Regions from separate parts of the Sus scrofa genome. Here region 1 is linked to region 2. The links are chromatin contacts, called in public Hi-C maps. All regions are on one chromosome and are shown on one strand. Each heading gives the region's core, a stretch centred on a gene start, on an enhancer-like site or on the middle of the called end of the contact. The rest is flanking DNA. Distances are from core to core; before and after follow the strand shown.

Region 1 (6,831 bases), core at 1,756-4,255, 42 kb after region 2:
GCGGCTTCCTATGGGGTCTCAGTTCTCAGACTGGGGATTGAACCCAGGCTGCAGCAGTGACAGCACTGAGTCTTAACCACTAAACTGCCAGGGAACTCCCAGGGTGGGGATGCGCATAACTTGGGGCAAAGAGGCTCTTCCCAGAGAGGGAGGGAAAGTAAGAGCGATAAAGGAAAAACGGGGAAATCTGGTTTATTAAAACTGAAAGACTTTTATAGGTCAGGAAACTCCATAAACAAGCATGAAGAACAAGTAAGAAAAGGAGACATTTGTTGCAGGAATTCAAATGTCCAATAAACAGTGGAAGGTGTGCTGAGCCCAGCTGGGATCCTCAGGGAAGCACAGACCGACCCCGCACCCCACCCCCGGCGCCAGTCTTCTCACCCCAAAGCTCTTAGGGAGGTTTGCCAACAAGGATCCTCTCGTCTCAAATGCAGGGGTGGTGGTGTGCAGACTCTGTGAAAAGCACCGTAAATCACTAGAACAAAAGGACAGGACAGCCGAACAGACATGGATGTGGCAAAAAAAAAAACAAACCCAAAGACTTCCCTGGAGGTCGAGGGGTTGGGGGTTCGGCATGGTCACTACTGTGGCTCAGGTCACTGCTGCAGTGCAGGATTTGATCTCTGGCCCGGAAACTTCTGTGTGTGCCACTGTGCATGCAGCCACAAAAACAGGGGATGTGGTATATTAAATAGTGGCCCCCGTATGTGTCCAGATCCCAACCCCGGAGCTTGTGATTCTTACTTTATGTGGCAAAAAGGACTTGGCAGGTGTGATAGGGTTAAGGATCTTGAAATGGGGAATTATCTAAGGAGGCTTTTTTTTTTTTTTTGGTCTTTTTAGGGCTGCACATGTGGCATATGGAGGTTCCCATGCTAGGGGTCAAAGTGGAGCTGCAGCTGCCAGTCTACACCACAGCTGCAGCAACACCAGATCCAAGCTGGCTCTGCGACCTACACCACAGCTCACGGCAACACCAGATCCTTAACCCACTGAGCGAGGCCAGGGATTGAACTCACAGCCTCATGGATACTAGTCAGATTCGTTTCCACTGAGCCACGACAGGAACTCCCAGGTGGGCCTTAAAAGCATCCCAAGTGTCCTTATGAGAGGGAGGCGGGGAGATCTGATCCCTGCAATCGGTCCATACCCAAACTCCTGGACATGTGACCGTTGCCTTTTTTAGCAAAAGGGTCTTTGCAGATGTGATGAATTCAAGGATCTTGAGATCATCCTGGATTTCCCTGGGGGGCCCTGAATACAGGGACAAGTGTCCTTATATGAGCGAGGAGAAAAGATGCAGGCACACGGAGGAGGAGCCCACGTGACGATGGAGGGATTAGGGTGATGCAACCGAAAGTCAAGCAAAGCCTGGAGCCACCAGATGCTGGGACAGGCAAGGAACAGATTCCCCCCTCAAACCTTTGGAGGGGGCACAGCCCTGCCCACACCTCAATTTCAGCCCAGAGATACTGACTCCAGTTTTCTGGCCTTGGGAACTGGAGAGAATGAATGTGCATTGTTTTAAGCCACCAAATTTCGGGTAATTTGAGACAGCAACCACAGGAAACACATACAATGGACGTGAACTGATCTAATTAGTATCAAATAATTGTTTGAACAGATGCAATTATCATCTCCCCCCCAAGGAGTGGTAACGGCCGATAAGTACATATAAAGATGCTCGACCTCATGACTCGGCAGAGAAAGACAAATGAAAACCACAGTAAGACATCACTACATACTCACCGGAATAGTTACAATTAAAAAGAAAGAGAATAAAGAAAAGACTGTCAGTATGGGGCACTGCAGGGAGGTGGAGCTGCTGGAACTTTCATACGGGGTGGGAGGGAGCAGGAGGGAGCAGGAGGAGGATAGTACATGGAAAACTCACTTAAAAAAAAAAAAAATCAGGAGTTCCCACCGTGGCGCAACGGGATCTGCAGCATCTGGGAAGCACTGGGACACAGGTTCAATCCCCGCGGCCCAGGCACAGTGGGTAAAGGCTCCAGTGTTGCCGAAGCTGTGGCTTAGGTGGCAACTGTGGCTTGGATCTGATCCCCTGGCCCAAGAACTCCATATGCTGCGGGGCAGCCCCAAAAGAATAATAATAATATATTTTTAAAAAGCAGCATTGACTCTTAAGGGTAAACATACACCCGTCCTATGCCCCAGCAATCCCCTTCCTGAATATTCCCAAGGGAAATGAGTGTGATGCCCACCAAAGCCTGGTGCCAGTGTGGTCCTAGCAGCCTCGCTCGGAACAGGGGAAGCCTAGAGACAACCGAGTGCCCACAAGTTTGCTGCGTACTGCATGGTCTAGTTGACGCCACATGACAACAAAAAAGGGCCAGCAATCGCGCCACAGAACAACACAGATGCGTCTCCCAGAGAGTATTGGGCAAATATCTGGCAAAAGAAGCCAGATCCAAAAACGAACATTCTCTCTGAGTCCATGGATACAAAGTTCAGGAACAGGCAAAGCTAATCTACGGTGATGGATTTCAGAATCCGGTTACAGCTGGGAATTGGCAGGAGGGCCCTCGGGGCTCCTGCAGGGTCCTCTGTCTCCGTCTGGGTGCTGGAGCCCTGTGTTCGCCATTCGTAAGAATCCAGTGAGCCATACACCAGTGTGTACATTATGATAAGTTTGTTTCATTCCAACTAAAAAAAAATTTAGACGAAAAGGGAAACACGCAAAATGAGAACGATGATCCCAGCCTAGAGACAGCGTTCTGACAATCCGGAGAAAATAAAGCCCTCCACGGAGTGTGAGCTAGGAAAGGGCTGACTGACAGCCCTTCCGACACACGTGACCAAACGTGCTGTCAAAACACCCAGGTCCAGAGCTGAGGAACAGAGTGCACAGTCAGGAGACGTCTCTGGAAAGTCCTGTCCTGGCTCCCCAGATTCCTGGCTCCCCAGATTCCCAGCTAAGTGGAGTGAGGCCTGTTTTCCGGCCGCGTGTGCAGCGTGCGGAAGTTCCTGGGCCAGGATCTAAGCCACGGCAGCCACCCAGGCCAGAGCCTTGACGACACCGGATTCCTTAACTTGGAGCCACCGGGGATTCCAGCTTGTTCTTTCTGTAACTGGCTTTTTTTTTTTTTTTTTTTTTTAAAGGGCCACACCCTCGGCATACGGAGGTTCCCAGGCTAGGGGTCAAATCAGAGCTACAGCTGCCGGCCTACCCCAGGGCCACTGCGATGCCAGATCCAAGCCACCTCCGTGACCTACACCACAGCTCATGGCAACACCAGATCCTTGACCCACCGAGTGAGGCCACCTCATGGTTCCTAGTCGGATTCGCTTCGGCTGTGCCACAGCAGGAACTCCCTTTTCTTAATTGAGACATCAGAGCTACTCAGGACCAGCCATCAGAGAGACTGTGCGAGTGTATTTGTTTCCCACGGCTCTCATAACACATTACTGTGACCGCGATGCTTTAAAACAACAGAGGTTTGTTCACTCACGGGCTTGGGGGACAGAATTCCAAAACCATCGTCACTGGGCTGAAATCAAGGTGCTGGCCGGGCTGCGCTCTCTCCCCAAAGCCCAAGGGGAGACTCCGTTCTTCTTTGTCTGCTCTGATCATGCTCTGAGTCATGCTTGTTCAATGTTCTCATTACTTGCCACCAGTTCATCAAGTCTTTGCACCTCTGTTTGAAGAAATCAGGAAACTGGGGTTCAGAGGATAACTTTCTCTGAGTTACAAAGAAGGAGGAAAGCCAGGACTAAAACTGTGTGTGTGTGTGTGTGTGTGTGTGTGTGTGTGTGTGTGTGTGTGTGCTTTTTAGGGCTGCACCTGCAGCATATGGAGGTTCCCAGGCTAGAGGTCCAATCAGAGCAGCATCTACTGGCCTACACCACAGCCACAGCAACCCAGGATCCGAGCCTCGTCTACAACCTAAACCACAGCTCACAGCAACACTGGATCCTTAACCCACTGAGGGAGGTCAGGGATTGAACCCTCGTCCTCATGGATGCTAGTCAGATTCGTTAACCATGGAGCCACGACAGGAACTCCAACCACACCATGCTCTGAGATGAGCCCTCCAGATGCTGATTATGAAATAACTGAGTATTAATAAATAGTAAAATCCTAACTTTTTTTAAAAGTTTATGCTGAATATATCAACTTTATATATTTTCAGCTCAAAGACCGTGACAATTTTTTTTTTTCCTTTTCAGGTGCACCTGCAGCATATGAAGTTCCCGGGCCAGGGGTCAGATCTGAGCTGAGGCTTCAACCTATGCCACAGCTACGGCAACACTGGATCCTTAACCTACTGTGCCAGGCTGGGGATTGAACCCGTGCCGCCACAGAGACAACGCCAGATCGTTAACCCACTGCGCCATGGCGGGAACCCCAGACCATGACAATTGTTCATGGGAGGTAAACAAACAAACAAACAAACAAACAAAAACAACTTCCTTCTGTATGACACTTGATAAATACAAAAAGTTTTTCATGTGCAATGTCAACCTTAATGAAGATTATGATAAACTAATCGTATATTCTCTATTAGAGAGATGCTGAATTTAAGTAGAAAAGGGTTTATAAAACACGTATTTCCTGACACATATACAAGAAAATTCACCTAGATGAATGCAAGTTTTCAGCAATCTTGTACCTTAGGCTGCCCCCAAACATCCGAGTAGTAGAGCAGAGAAGAAACAGACGAAGTTACAAAGCCTGTTGGTTAACTGTCAGATACTAATTTGCCAGCTGACCCGAGGTTTTGGTTGTAACCTACCCTCTTTTAGCCAATTTCTCAAAAAGAAGTAAAAAACAAGATTCTAAATATTTTGAAGGTTTCTTCTGCTTTTCTTTCTTTCTTTTTTTGTCTTTTGTCTTTTTAGGGCTGCACTCCTGGCATATGGAGGTTCCCGGTCTAGGGGTCAAATTGGAGCTGCAGCCTCTGGCCTACACCACAGTCACAGCAATGCGGGCTCCAGGCTGCATCTGTGACCTACACCACAGCCCAAGGCAACACTGGATCCTTCACCCACTGAGCGAGGCCAGGGATGGAACCTGAGTCCTCATGGATTCTAGTCAGATTTGTTTCCACTGAGCCACGATGGGAACTCCTGCTCCATTTTTCTGTAAGCCTAAAAGTGCTCAAAAAATAAAGCCTATTAACTTAAAAAAAAATGCGTATCAAGGAGCAAAAGCACAAGAATAACCCAGATAAGTCTGAAAATAAGAACGAGACTGTCAGGTTGCCTTAAAGAGACCAAAAAACATATTCCAAGCTCTTATCATTCAAAAGACAATGGTGTTGGTGTGGGTGCGGGACAGATGGACAAAGGGTTGACAGAACAGGATGGAGAAAAAGGGACCTGTGTCCAGGGTACATGTCAGACACTGATGTGCAGTCTCAGGCGAGGAGGGGAGAAGTGGATCATTCCCTGCAGTTGAGACCTGAGCCCCTCATTCCCCTGGAAACTGAAGAACACTGACCACAGTCTCACATTCATCAAAATCCAAAACGCAGCGCAACACAATTTCAATGAACGACTTGAGCACAAAGAAAACTTCCATAAAAATCTTCGAAGGCAGAGTTGGAGATACAAATTCTTGGGTAGAGGAGCCCTTTGCAAATAAAGACAGAAAAAAAATGCCTAAGAGAAAAAAGACTCATAGATTTGGTTACTTTAAAGTGAAAAAACTTCAGTAGGACAAAACACACGAGAAATAAACATAAAGGCATTATCCAAAAGCAGTGCAAATGTCCAAACAGTGGCTGAAAAGCTGCGCAACCTACAGGTAAACAATAAAATGACAAATAACAGCCCAGAGCAAACATAATACTCAAAGGAGAAAAGCTGAAAGCCTTCCCACTAAAATCTGGAACAGGTCAAGTGCCCACTCTCACTACTTTTTTTTTTTTTTTTTTTTTTTTTTTGGTCTTTTTAGGGCCGAATCCGAGGCACATGGAGATTCCCGTCTAGGGGTCAATTCGGAGCTGTAGCCACCAGGTTACACCACAGCCACAGCAACGCCAGAGCAGCAAACTACACCACAGCTCACGGCAATGCCGGATCCTTAACCCACTGAGTGAGGTGAGGGATCGAACCCGAAACCTCATGGCTCCTCGTCAGATTCGTTTCTGCTGCACGTCGAGAACTCCCACTCTCGCTACTTTTATTCAGTGTGGTATGAGAAGTGCTAGCCACAGCAATCAGACAAACAAAAGAAATAAAAGGTATCCAAAATGGAAGAGAAGAAAATTGTCACCGTATGCAGATGACATGGTACTATATATAGAAAACCCTAAGGCCCTAAGGACTCCACACAAAAGCTACACGAGCTGATCAATGAATACGGCAAAGGAGCAGGATACAAGATTAACATTTACCCCTAGCCTGGGAACCTCCATATGCCGCAGGAGCAGCCCAAGAAATAGCAAAAAGACAAAAAAAAAAAAAAAAAAAAAAAAAAAAAAAAAAAAAAAAAAAAAAAAAAAAAAAAAAAAAAAAAAAAAAAAAGGTTAACATTCAGAAATCGGTCACATTTCTGTATACTCACAATGAAATATTAGAAAAGGAATACAAAAATATAGAACCTTTTAAAATCACACACCCAAAAATTTAAATACCTGGGAATAAATCTGACCAAGGAGGTGAAAGACTTCTATGCTGAGAACTATAAAACATTAATCAAGGAAATTAAAGAGGATTCAAAGAAATGGAAAGATATTCCATGCTCCTGGGTTGGAAAAATTATTATCGTAAAAACGGCCATACTACCCAAAACGATCTGCAGATTCAATGTAATCCCTATCAGATTACCCATGACATTTTTCACAGAACTAGAAAAAACAATCC
Region 2 (6,786 bases), core at 3,086-5,585:
AGCCTCACCCGCAGCTGTGCTGGCCTGTCCAGCTCCTGAGTGACAGCGCCGCCTGGGCCTGAGGCTGGGGGAGGGGCCCTCCCTGCTCTTGGGCCCCAAAGCTTCAGCTGGAGACAGAGGGGACCCCACACTCCATCCACACCGTCCCTAGACACCCCCGCAGCCCTTCAGCCCCAGTCTGCAGCTCCAGGGAATCTGGGACCAAAAGGACACATCCCCCAGATCTGAGGGCCAAAGGGGTGAATCTGGAAGCCTTTACGCGGTCCCCCAGCCCCGCGACCCAGCCTGTCCCGAAAGCCCACCTTTACTCCCCATCTCGGCTCAGAGCGAGAGGCTACGGACACCGCTTCTTCTCAGGGATTTTGCCCACTTCAGCGGAACCGGAGGGAGGGAGTAAGGGGGCGGGGCCCATTCGTACCCAGCCAATGGCCCTCCGCAGAGGTGGGAGCGATACCAAAACGGGGTGGCTCTCTTTGTAAACAGCCAAAAGCAGGGACATCTACAACCAACTCCTAGGAACCGTGGAGGCTGAGCATGCTTTAAGGCAGGGCGGGATCTAGTTACAACTGGGCAATGTATGTGGTCAGGGAAGCAGAGAGTTTTTAAAAGGCCCGGAATTTACCTTTACAAGCCCCGTGGCCACATCCAGAAGAGAGCCTTATTTTTTCGGGGATTTGTCCTGTCCAAAATCAGCCTCTAGAGGGAGCACTCTAACAGAGGGAATTATTTTTTTTAGCAATCAGCCAATCCCCATGCTCCAAGGAGGACTAACTTCTGAAGTAGGAGGGGCAACTATACAAAAGGAACCAATGGCAACCTTAGGTAACGGGAATATATATTTTTTTTAAAGGGTGAAGTTTATAACGTCTTGCCAATAGCAATACTTCCTCCCTACTCCACGCTCTGTTCCTCTGAGAGGTGGGTCCTTTTAAATTCCATTCAATCCTCCACCCTGATTGTAGTCCAAGCAAGCACCTTCCCTCACACAGTTTACCTAGAAGGTGTGGTTCCAAAATGAATTCTGATTGGTCCATGCTATCGAGGCACTGCCCCGTGATTGGCTCCCGCTCCTGCTGCCCCCAAGGCTCTTCCTCCTTCTCGTCCGGCAAGGGCTCAACCGGACTAGAGTTCGAATCCCGGGACTGAGGTGGGGATGGGGTACGCGCCTGGGGGTCCCCAGAGCCAAGGCTGGGCTGCAGATTCAAGACTTCAGGCAGCGAGGACTGAGCAAGTCCAAGTTGGAGGTCCAACTCTGGTGCGGTAGAGAGAGAAGGCTGTAAGCTTTCACCTTAGAGGTGCCCTAAGTAGAGACCACCCACCCCTTATGGCTTCGGTCCCAGCACCGTGGACATCTCACCTTTCCTAGCCTCTCCAGCCTCTGATCCGTCCGGCTCCTCATCTTCCAGCGGGGTAGAGCTACTGGTGGCAGAGTCCTCCCCGGACCCTACTCCCCGAGCCGCCCAGCCCAACTGGTCCAGGTGGAGCCCTAGGTCCTCCAGGGGGCGCTCGACCGTAGGGGCAGAATCCGGGTCACCACGGCGCCCGGGCTCTGGGGATTGGCTCAGGCTGGGGATGCTTTCCAAGCTGTCGCCCAGGCTAGGCTGAGGGGGTGGGTCTCGCGGCTCTGAGACGGAGCGACCCTGCGGTCGTGGGCGGCGGGCAGCTGAATCCCTGCGGGCCCCAGAGCCCACCACACCGTCGAAGGCAATGTAGGAGAAGGTCAGCTCCCGGGGAGTACCCCAGTCCTGCGATGTGGTCTCTTCCTCGTCGTCCTCTGAGAACTCCCGGGCTGTGTGCAGCTCTCGAAAATCGGAGTCGTCGTTGCCTCCTGCCATGAGCAAAGGAGGCCATCAACTCCTCTGACCAAGCAAGACCTTGCCTCACCCTCCTTAACCCCCTTACTCAGCTGAGAGCCCCCTTCAAGTTCCACTCTCACATCCTCCCTCTCAACTTACCTTCTGTGGAGTCAGGAGTAGAGGAAGCTGTAGATGGAGCTTCTTCTGCAAGACGGAAAAAAAAATCGAAGACTCTTAGAAGTTTAGATGGCCCAAATTACAGAAGCAGTGTGCCAGCCCTGGAAACTTGTCTGAACTAAGGAATCTGATCATTTTAACCACAAGACCTTTAGGATATTCTGCATACAGACCATAAAACCTTAGTATCTCTGCAAGCAGAAACTCAGTTTTTTTTTTAATTTTTAATTTTTTGGCCGCACTCAGGGCACATGGAAATTCCCGGGCTAGGTATCAAACCCGTGCCACAGCAGCGACCTGAGGTGCTGCAGTGACAATGCCAAATCCTTAACCCGCTATGGCACAAGGAAACTCTAGCTCAGTTTCAGAAAGGAGTTGCCTTGTGGCACAGCGGGTGAAGGGTCTCACATCGTTGCAGGCGGCTTGGGTCACTGCTGTTTGGCGCATGTTTTGCGAGGCCAAAGGGAAACAAAGAAGCTCAATTTTAAAAATTCAAATCCAGGGATCTTGATCTCAGAAGCATCATGTTAAGGATTTGAGGAGGCTTCCATTCATGAAGTCTTTCAACAACCATTAATTGAGCACCTGATACATGCCTGGCACTGTTTTAGATGCTGAGGATACAATGGTGAATACAACAGATTAAATCCCTACCCTCAAAGAGCCTACCCTCTATAGGGGACACAGACAATACACAATTACACTAGGGTGTTGGGTCTCAAGTGTGTGGATAAAAGTCAAGGTAAGGGGAGAGAAAGCAAAGGGGATGCTATTTCAGACAGGGTGGTGAGAAAGACTTCTCTAATGACATCTGAGCAGAAACCTGAATGATGCAAGGAAGCCATGAGGATATCTCGGGAAGAGTCTTTCAGGCAGAGGGAAAAGCCAGGGCCAAGGCCCTTAGACAAGCAATATGCTTTTCATACTTGAGAAACAGAAACAGAGAAGCGTGCAGATGTGACTGGAGGAGCGACTGAAGGGGAGAGGGATGGGAGACGAGGGCAGGGAATTAAGGCCAGGGGGTGGGGTGGGGGGATAATGTAGGGCCTTCCTTTCTAAGCCCAGGTAAATACAAGATCTTACAATGTTAGGATGCTACTCTACAATGTTAAAATAACAACTTCTCAGAATTTTGGCACCTGGACTCCCAAGACATGTAAGGGGCTTGGCCGGTGTTGAAATCTCCAGCTGTCAGAACCACAGGGGTGTGAGACAGACAACGTTAGACAAGAGCTGTTAAGAGCCCTGGGCTCAGAGATCATGAGGCTCAGACAAGGCATTTTCAGTTGTGGAATCCAGCCCCTCAGAGATAACTTGGGGCTTTGCCTGCAGGAGGTGTCAATACTGCTTGGAAATTGCAATCAGATGCCTCCCCCTGCCCTGCCCCCACCTCTTTTGCTCAGCTGGGGATAGGAGGCCAGGAATCAGAGGCCTGGAGTGGAGTGGGTCTCCTCCAGGGTTACTATTAATCAGTGGTAAAACCTGCTAAGGACCTAGGAGTCCCAGCCCCAACTCAGGGATGGCTGTTTCCCCAGAATTTGGGCATTAGACAATTTGGGCAAGGTCGGGGCTTCCTTGGAGTCTGGGCAGAAAATGGAGGTGGGATGCAAAGATGGGTGATGGGATAGGGGGAGTCAGACCCCTCTTCTCCATTCTGGCTCTACCCCTCCTTTCAAATCTCTTCGCCGCTGGCTACGGCCAGCACCACGGCGAGGGGACAGCTCCTAGAGATCTTCCTCATCCCCGGGCGGAGCCCCGTGGCACATCTCAGCACCCAGTGCGCCCCCCGCTGGCTATCTCAGTGCCCCCCACCTCTGCCCCGAATCACTCAGGTTCTCCGGGTCAAGTCGCCCCCATCGCCGCTAAAACACGGGGGGAGGGGAGAGCTTCCTTTGTCTCCTTCACCTCTTCTCCCATCTCAGCTCTCCTGTGGTCAGTGTCGGAAGGGAAACCGGAGAGGAGCCCACCCGGGCCTCTGGGCCCCACACCAGGCCTGAGCCTCCCTCTACTCACTGCAGTGGGCGAAGACCGGCAGGACCTGCCCCATGGCCCTCCCCGGGCCTGCATCGGGACCCCCGCCCACTCCGGCCACGCCGCCCTGGGCCTGGGGCCGCGGGCGCTCATCTCCGCCGCGCCCAGGACGCCGCCGCCGCCGCCATCCTCGCCGCCTCCTCCTCCCGGGCCGCTCCAGCAGCCGCCGCCGCCGCCGCTGCCGCCGCCCTCAGCTCCGCTCCGCGGGGGCGGGCGGGGCCGCTGGGGGGGGGGCACTGCAGCTCTGGGGCCGGGGGCGGGGCCAGAGAACAGGAGGAGGGGCGGAACTTGAGGGAGGGCAAGAGGGGCGGGGAAACACCGGGAGGCTAGAGGTGGGTGTGTCCTTCCTAAAAGAGGGGCGGAGCTAGGACGGTAGGCTACAGTCCGAGCAGGCATGGAAGGCGGTCTGAAGGGCGGGGTCTAGACAGAAGAGGGCGGGGCCGTTAGGGAAAAAAGAGCAGGGCCTAGAGTAGGATGAGGGGCTCGGGGAGATAATGACGAAAGAACCTAGGCGCAAAGGATGGGGGCGTGGATCTCAGAGTGGGTTGGGGTGGAGCTAGAGGTGGCATTGCGGAGAGGGTATAAAGATTGCAAGGAGGTAAGGTATGAGCCTAGATTCTCAGAAGGAGTGGGAAAGGGAGCGGGAAGAAACTACTCAGAAAGTTTTGAGAAAAGAGGAGGAGCTCAAGCACAGGTGAATCTTAAGCCAATGTAGAATTATTCAGCGTTGGGCGGGTCTAGTCAGAGACAGAGGAGCTAGAGGCGTGGCCTACAGGGAATAGAGCAGAACAGGCAAAGGACAAGGTGGGCGTAACCAAGGGGGCGGGGCTAGGCCTGTAGCTAAGAGGCGGAGCTAGAAGCAGATCTCGGACTGAGAACCTCAGAAGCCTCTGAGGCAGGAGGCTTGAATGGATGGACCGGGTGTGGAAGGGAAGTGATTGAAATCCCGGGAGGAGATCGAGAGGGGAGGGATTGACCTAAAAATAATTTAAAGCCTTTGAAACCGGGTTGGGAATCACTGATGTGGGCGGAGCTTGACCAGATCAGAGCTGGGGACCCAAAGACCAGCGTTGAAAATGCAGATTCTAGAGACTGTTTCCCTGTAACACTTGTTTACATCTGTGACTCAGTTTCCTTTTCGGTAGATTGGAGATGATGATGTAAAATGGTGTGCAGTTCGCAGTGCTAGTTTGGTGCTCTGATCATTTTTCCCCTGACCCAAATTCCAAACCTCGCTTTGAAGGTGTGGAAGAGAGGAGATTGAAGAGTTCAATCCCTTCTAGTGACTCGAGTGCAGGTCAAGGGCATAGGAAGATTTAGGTAGTTTAAAATCTCACAGTGTAGGGGATTAGTGGAGGTGCGCGGGGGGGGGGCTCAGTTAGCAGGTGCAGAGGGTGAAACCTTCCTGATCTCCAGGCTGAAAGATGGCGGTCCTTACCCGCCTGCTGGGACGTCTCTGGCCAGCTCGCAAGGAAGAGGAGGTGGAGGAGGACGAAGAGAGCAGGTCTCCAGGCTGTCCTCAGTCCCTCCTGGACGCGCCGCGTTGCGCCCAGCGGCCACACGGGGGTGCGGTAGCACCGTGGGGCCTGCGTCTCGGGGCGAGCGCAGTGCAAGGCTGGCGCGCACACATGGAGGACGCGCATTGCGCTTGGCTGGCGCTACCCGGACTGCCCCCAGGCTGGGCTTTCTTCGCGGTCCTCGACGGCCACGGCGGGGTGCGAGCCGCCCTCTTCGGCGCGCGCCACTTGCCGGGCCACGTGCTCGAGGCGCTGGGCCCGGAGCCTGGCGAGCCCGACGGCGTGTGTGGAGCGCTGCGCCGCGCTTTCCTGAATGCAGACGCACGCCTGCGCGCGCTCTGGCCTCGCGGCGAGCCGGGCGGCTCTACCGCTGTGGCGTTGCTGGTTTCCCCGCGCTTTCTGTACCTGGCGCACTGTGGTGACTCCCGCGCGGTGCTGAGTCGCGCGGGAGCCGTGGCCTTCGGCACCGAGGATCATCGGCCCCTCCGTCCCCAGGAACTAGAACGCATCCATGACGCGGGCGGTACTATCCGCCGCCGGCGCCTCGAGGGCTCTCTGGCAGTGTCACAAGCGCTGGGAGACTTTGCTTACAAAGAAGCTCCTGGGAGACCCCCGGAACTGCAGCTCGTTTCCGCGGAGCCTGAAGTGACCGCCCTGGCACGCCGGGCAGAGGACGAGTTTGTGATCCTGGCCTCTGATGGCGTGTGGGACACGATGTCTGGCTCTGCCCTGGCGGGACTGGTGGCATCGCGCCTCCGCCTGGGCTTGGCTCCAGAGTTGGCTCCAGAGCTTCTCTGCGCACAGCTGTTGGACACGTGTCTAAGCAAGGTCCTGGGGGCGGGGCTTGAGATCTTTCGGGGAAGAACCTAAGGGATTTAGCGGGAAGGAGCTTTGATGGAGAGGCAGCAGGAAAACTAGAAAGGGAGGAGAGGGGCTCCACTAAGGGGTGGGTCTGTTGGAATGGGGCCGGCCAAAATATGCAGGGGGCAGAGACTGAGGGGAGGCTTGAGGCAATATGCATAGTTCTAGATAAATGGGAGGGATTTAAGAGAAGGGGTGTGGCCTTTTGGAATGGGCCGGCCCTTGGATCTAGAGCGGGTCCTGAGGTGTGATTCCAAGCAGAAGGAAGAGCAGCTAAACAACAGTGGGAGGAGCTTTGGAGAGGGGAGGTGGTTCTCTTTAACAGGATGGGGTTAGAACAGTGAGAGGCCTGGTTTAGACTGGCAGAAGGGTGGGACTTGAGAGAAATGGGCATAACCAGATGG

Evidence for each region. A called contact is a pair of places that touch in the nucleus more often than the background predicts.
Region 1: a Hi-C map of retroperitoneal adipose tissue shows a contact between it and region 2, with 1.8 times the contacts expected there. The contact joins the enhancer-like site here to the promoter of PPM1N in region 2. A contact is called at or near these places in 12 of 47 Hi-C or Micro-C datasets (alveolar macrophages, blood, embryonic fibroblasts and 6 more) and 2 of 2 datasets of contacts at active chromatin or transcription factors (alveolar macrophages and skeletal muscle).

The regions. Positions count from the first base shown.
Region 1 is chr6:51,904,051-51,910,881 of Sscrofa11.1, forward strand. No RefSeq gene overlaps it. Among named protein-coding and RNA genes, the nearest start is that of VASP, 35 kb to the left of the region's middle. Within about 2 kb of position 3,006, at least 4 of the 83 cell types and tissues checked have an H3K27ac peak or open chromatin away from gene starts, as enhancers often do. A contact at or near this core is called in retroperitoneal adipose tissue, skeletal muscle and subcutaneous adipose tissue, where this site is marked.
Region 2 is chr6:51,860,726-51,867,511 of Sscrofa11.1, forward strand. It overlaps PPM1N (probable protein phosphatase 1N), which reads left to right and starts at 4,336. Exons shown (of 5, transcript XM_021094558.1): 1 at 4,336-6,349. The coding sequence starts at 5,429. It overlaps RTN2 (reticulon 2), which reads right to left and starts at 4,028. Exons shown (of 10, transcript NM_001129960.1): 1 at 3,987-4,028; 2 at 1,956-2,000; 3 at 1,358-1,828; 4 at 995-1,252. The coding sequence starts at 4,020. LOC110261012 (a long non-coding RNA gene) reads right to left here. Exons shown (of 4, transcript XR_002344692.1): 4 at 5,981-6,387.